Linked DNA regions of Mus musculus: region 1 is linked to region 2. The links are chromatin contacts, called in public promoter capture Hi-C maps. All regions are on one chromosome and are shown on one strand. The core of a region is the stretch at or near the end of the contact, and the rest is flanking DNA. Distances in the headings are between cores, read along the strand shown.

What was found. Promoter capture Hi-C pulls out the DNA fragments that hold promoters and counts their contacts.
Region 1: a promoter capture Hi-C map of embryonic stem cells shows a contact between it and region 2, with 3 times the contacts expected there. The contact joins the promoter of Nfatc3 here to the promoter of Acd in region 2. A contact is called at or near these places in 24 of 39 promoter capture datasets (the 3T3-L1 cell line, the C10 cell line, the HPC-7 cell line and 13 more), 8 of 484 Hi-C or Micro-C datasets (B cells, CD8 T cells, bone marrow-derived macrophages and 3 more), 26 of 115 datasets of contacts at active chromatin or transcription factors (the 230-238 cell line, T-cell acute lymphoblastic leukemia, Th17 cells and 16 more) and 3 of 9 other capture datasets (adipose tissue, liver and macrophages).

What each region holds. Positions count from the first base shown.
Region 1 is chr8:106,058,145-106,060,844 of GRCm38.p6, reverse strand. It overlaps Nfatc3 (nuclear factor of activated T cells, cytoplasmic, calcineurin dependent 3), which reads right to left and starts at 1,255. Exons shown (of 10, transcript NM_010901.3): 1 at 852-1,255. The coding sequence starts at 954.
Region 2 is chr8:105,699,703-105,702,515 of GRCm38.p6, reverse strand. It overlaps Acd (adrenocortical dysplasia), which reads left to right and starts at 1,288. Exons shown (of 11, transcript NM_001012638.2): 1 at 1,288-1,596; 2 at 1,677-1,813; 3 at 1,976-2,069; 4 at 2,158-2,234; 5 at 2,468-2,512; 6 at 2,621-2,655; 7 at 2,786-2,813. The coding sequence starts at 1,498. It overlaps Pard6a (par-6 family cell polarity regulator alpha), which reads right to left and starts at 869. Exons shown (of 3, transcript NM_019695.3): 1 at 713-869; 2 at 120-342. The coding sequence starts at 775.

The sequences.
Region 1 (2,700 bases), core at 6-2,505, 360 kb before region 2:
TACTCTTATCCATCTTCTTTTTCTAAGTTCTCTTGCATATGTAATAGGGAAGCTGAACTTAACGAACCACACTATTCCAAACCAGGTCACAGGAGAGAGTTAAGTCCCCAGTCATCATCCTGTTTCTATTTACTGACTGGTTTGACCCGCAAGCATTATGGTGTCCAGCTTTCCCAACTTATCTTTTAAAACATCTTCTGAGAAGAGCTTTTTTTTTTAAAATTATTAAAAAATGCCTTCTAGAACATTCTAGGAGAACTGTAATTTTAAAAGGCAACGTATCTTGTTTTTTTGTTTTTGTTTTTTAATCTCCAGAAACACTTTGCCCAAGCAAAACAACCCAGTTTTCAGAAAGGTCCGTTATAGTATACTTGAAACTAAGCGTGGATGGAATATAAATTTACACAAGTGGACACTAACTCGAACTCGCTCTTCTAGCAAAGTAGATTTTTTTTTAAAGTGGAATTTGAAAACACGCATCTTTCAAATAAAGAATTTTACAACTAGCCTAAAGACAGCGAAGTGCGCTTACACTTCTCGGAGACATTTCCTCTGCACCACGCTGGCACAGCTACGACAACCAGAAACCTCTTGGGGCTTTGGCCCCAACAACCTCTGCCTCCAAAGCCCGGGCGTCCGCCGGCCACTGGCCTCTCGGAGTCGAGTTCCCTACTAGTTCGCTCGCAGCCAAGACACTTCCACGTCGCCCCGAACCACACGCCTCCTTCTCCTCCTCAAATTAAATCGGGCTTTCCTCGCCACCCGCACGCACCAGGGGGACCGAGGGGAAGGCGAGCTGGCGGGAGCGCGGCGAGGGCACGCTCCACAGTCCCGGCCGGCCCGGCACCCACCTGCAGGCCGCGAGACCTGGGACACCGGCGCTGGTGCCCCGTCCTCGCCGAAGACGAGTTTGAAGTCGAGCTCGTCGTGGGCGCCACAGTTTGCAGTAGTCATCGGCGTGGCCCGGGGTGCAGCGCCTCCTCCTCAGGCGGCCGCGGCGGCTCCTCAGCGCCGCTTCATGCTGGGCCGCGCCGGCCAGGAGGTCGCGGCTCCACTGCAAACTTTCCGGGCGGGGCCCGCGAGGCCGAGCGTTCCGTTCCGACCTAGAAAGCTGGCCGAGCGCCCCGCCGCACCGGGAGCCGTCACCGCCGCCGGTCGAGGGTGCAGAAAAGCCACGGTCGCCTCAACCAAGGCTCCCCGCCCCCCACCCCCACAGTCGCCGCCACTGCCGCCACCGCCGCCGGCGCGCTCCCGCGCCCTGCAGCGCGCCCAGCCCCGCCCCTCGCCGCGCTCCCGCCCGACGGGGCAGCCCATAGGCCGCTGGCCCCGCTGACAGCCACGGGCCCCGCCTCCTCACCGACCTATCGCGTGAGTCCTCTGCGAGGAGGAAGTCACGTGAGCAAGAAGCGCCAGAGCCCTGCTCCCTCTCGGAAGTTGTAGTTAAAACTCTCTTTCTTCCGCAGTTTCTAAACCAAGACCAGGGTAGGGCCAATAGCGCTGTCTAATTAGATTGGGAACCCACGTAGGCCAATTGGAGACTATCTTTTTCCCCCTCATCGGGCGGAGCTCATGTCGAGGAAGTGGGTAGCAGAGCGCCAGGGTTATAGGTGTCCGGATATTTGGCCCCACAGAGGTACTTTTCACTTATAGCTGAGTTTAGAGTGGATACGTTCGTTAGACCACCTCAAAAGTTACCACTCATCCCCCGCATCCCTCCATACCAACTTCGATGGCGTAACTTGGAGAGGGCCAGGGATTGGTTCGAACTTTTGGGTAGGTTAGGGTGGAGCCGAAGAAAACCTTGCGAGACAAGTCTGGAGTCGATTCAGAGCCACCCTTCTGGGGTGGGGCCCCGTCTCAGTGGCTGTGCCTTTGTCCCCTCAAGCCGGCCCGGAGAGGATGCCATGCATTCTAGCTAGGCCTCACCTAAATCAGAGGGACCAGGTCTGGTCCTTGACGGAAGTTGAGCAGACACAGAGAAAAGTACCCTTCTTGGCCTCTGCATCTTAGTACATAACCGTGAGACTAAGGCATTGTGACACCCGAGCAAGGAAAGCCCACATATAGGAAGTGACGCTGTCAAAAAGAACCGGCTTTCAATCTTGGTTTCACCTCAAAGAGTCTGCCTTCCCCGGTGAGACATGAGATGGCCCAAGACACCATCCCTTGGAGTCTGGGGACTCAGTCTTGTTTACTTAGCGCATGATTAAGAGAAGGAGTTGGGAGAAGCCAGTGACCACCTCCTCCACGACAGCAAGTCTGATACTACTCACAAAAGCCCCTGGGAGAATGGAGCAAGCACAAGCTCCTTGCAAAGATCTCTGCATCTCAGTGATTCCTGGGCTACTAAGTGAGCCTCAGGGGGACCCCGGCTAAGCCTAGGGTCAGAAGAGCAAGGAATGTTCTGAGCTCGTGAGCCATTCATCTTGGACTGGTTTATTCCTGCTCAGGGCTTTACCAGTACTTATGAGGGACACAGAGATACAGAGATAGTCTCCCATCAGGGTTGAGAGAGAGAGGAATAGCAAATATATAATTACTGTGCAAAGAGATTAGAGCTGTGATAGGAGCTCTGAGGACATTGAACACCCACCCACACGCTACAGGAGTAGTAGAAACTGGAGATCCAAGCAAAAGACGAGCAAAGCTTGTTCCATGGAAGGACCAATGATCAGAAACCAAAGGTGATGCTGTATGAGT
Region 2 (2,813 bases), core at 39-2,538:
TCAGACCAAGGGCAGAGGCTACAGAACATAAAGCCTGGGGGCCCTGGGTATGATCTACCCTGATATACCTGTCCTATCACCCTAACCCAAGAAAGCTGCCCACTGTACCCCATCCTCACCCCGTTTCTGAACCAAGAGGCGCAGAGGTGGGGGCCCGCTGGCCAGGGCCCGGTGCAAACTGTCATCGTTGGTGAGGGGCAGCAAGTCACCGTGAGCATCCGTATAGCCAAGCAGGACGTCCAGGCCAGGGATCTGGTGTACCACACACAGCAATCGCGAGAACTCCTGAAAGCCTCTCACCGAAGTGCGGGGTAGTGCAAAGCGTCGGAACTCGGCGTCAAACTGGAGGCGGGAGGGAAAGGGAACGGAGTGTCAGGACATCCCAAGCCCCTTTCTCACCACAGCACTGAGGCTGTCAGGAGAGGGAAAGGTTGCTGGAACAGCTGCAGCCTTAGGCTTAAACCTCAGCTCCAGTACAAGGGACACTGTCCAAGGTCTTTCCCTTGCTCTCCACATACCCAGGCCACAGAGGGACTCTGGAAGTCCGTAGTGGGAGGGAGGATGCGATGAGGGGAGGCAGACAGAAAAGCAGAATAGGACGGAGGATGGAGGACAGAAAGAGGTGATGGAGAGCCAAGGAACTAATAAGGGAGAGAAAGGGAATTAGGAGCCCTAGCGCAGTGGCTAGAGCCGAGACCAGAGAAGCCCTTACTTTGCTCTTCACCTCGACGATGCTATCGGGACTGCGCGCCGGAGTCCTCTGCGGCCTGGCCATTGCAGGGCCTGGCGGGCGGGGGACAGTGCCCCACAGCAGCCCGCCGAGGCGCAGGTGCACAGCCCGGCCCGCTGGCCCGAGCCGCCCCGCCCCTGGCGGTAGCACTCGCCCCGCCCTCCCACCCAAACCATGACGTCAAGGGGGACGCGACACCGAGAAACGTGGAGTCTACGTTTCCTAGGAAACGGAGACGGAGGCAGAGAGGGCTTTCTCTGTTCTTACGTCATTACGCTATGGTTCGAGCGTCCCAAAAAGGACTCGACCAATCCGAAGGCAGAATGAGGGAACAAACATTTATTAAGTTGTCCGTGCTGTCATTTTCATTTTGTAAAGGAAACTACGGCAACATTTTAGGAAAATTCTGGAGGTCTTACACAGAGCCAAAGTGGCTTCAGGCCCCATTCTCTGCTGCAGCCTCCTAACCTGGATCGCTCTCATCCAATCTAGTCCTTGCCTTTTCCTTTCCGGCTCTAGAGTTGTACTGAGGAACAGCTCACGGGCTCAGAGAGATGCCCCGGTAAGAATAAACTGTCATCAGCCAGCAGCTAGGTCAGTCAGCAGGACCCGGGAAGAGCTTGCGCAGGCGCAGAACCGCGAGGGGGGCGGAGTCTCAAACTTAGGATCCGCCTGGCGGTCACGTGCTTCCTCTCCCGCTAGAGGCGGAGCGGCGGTGCTCGCGGGAAGACCCTTTCCTGGGGGTCGCCCAGGGTGCCGCCCTGCTAATGTCCGATTCAGGGTTGCTGGCCCTACAGCCCTGGATTCGAGAGCTGATCCTAGGTTCAGAAACACTGTCAAGTCCACGAACCGGGCAGCTGCTCAAGGTAAGCAGGTCGCTCAGATCCCAGAGACCCGGGTAGAGAAGGCGGGAGTGAATTGACACTAGCCACTACTGTTGTGTTAGGTACTCCAGGACTCGGAGACTCCCGGCCCTTCTTCCGCCCCTGACACACCTGACACCGGGGCCGTGTTACTTGTGTCAGACGGAACCCACAGTGTCCGATGCGTGGTGACGCGCAACGCCATCGACACCTCCGACTGGTAAGAGAAGTGCTACTTGTCAGCGGAAGGTGGGAGGCCAGCTGGCTAGTGGGGCATTGAACCTGAAGTGGGCGGGTACTGGAGAAGTGGGGAAAGCTCATTCCCCAGGCGTATGGGGGTTTGTGCCTGTGCTCTGGACAATGAGGGCTGTGCTCGCCGCAGGGAGGAGAAGGAGCTCGGATTCCGCGGGACCGAGGGCCGGCTCCTGCTACTGCAGGCCTGCGGGCTCCGCGTTCAGGTGGCTCAGGACCATGCGGTGAGTGGTAAGGCTCACTTGGGCGGGTTGGTTACTGTACCTAGCTCTTTGTCACCACTCCTGAGACACCACTCCCCAACTCCTCCAGCCTGCGGAGTTCTACCTCCAGGTGGATCGCTTTAACCTGCTGCCCACGGAGCAGCCCCGGATACAGGTGACTGGTTGGTAAGTGGTCCCTTTAAGGGAAGGGGATGTAGCTCAGTGGCAGACTACAGGCTTCGCATGGCTGAAGTCCTGAGGGCTTCAGTCTAAATCTCTCCATATTCCTCTCCCCAAAACAAAACAGTTAAATGAAGCTTCCACCTTTTGTCTCTTCACGCGCACTTGGCATAGATCTTCAGGTGAGAGGGATGGGCATCAATAACCCTGATCACCTACCACCCTCCTCTTTCTCCCAGCAATCAGGATTCAGATGTGCAGAGAAAACTCAATGAGTGTCTTGAGTAAGTTTGGGGTTGGGCCCTGAGGCTGTGCGCGGTATGGTCACGGGTGGCAGAGCTGGGTAGATTGGCATCAGAGCTGTCCCTGAGAAGTCTTCACTGTTTCTCTAGGGACCACCTCTCAGAGTCTGCTTCTTCCAGTGCAGGTACTGGTAGGGGTTTCCCCGGTAACCCTACCTAACTCCCTCTGTGGTTCCTCAGTAAGTCACTGAAATCTCTCACTTACCCTTCCTTCTTGTTGCAACTTCAATCCTTCGGCTAAAATGCTGGCCCCAGGCCTAACCCTGTCCCAGCTTCTGGATGA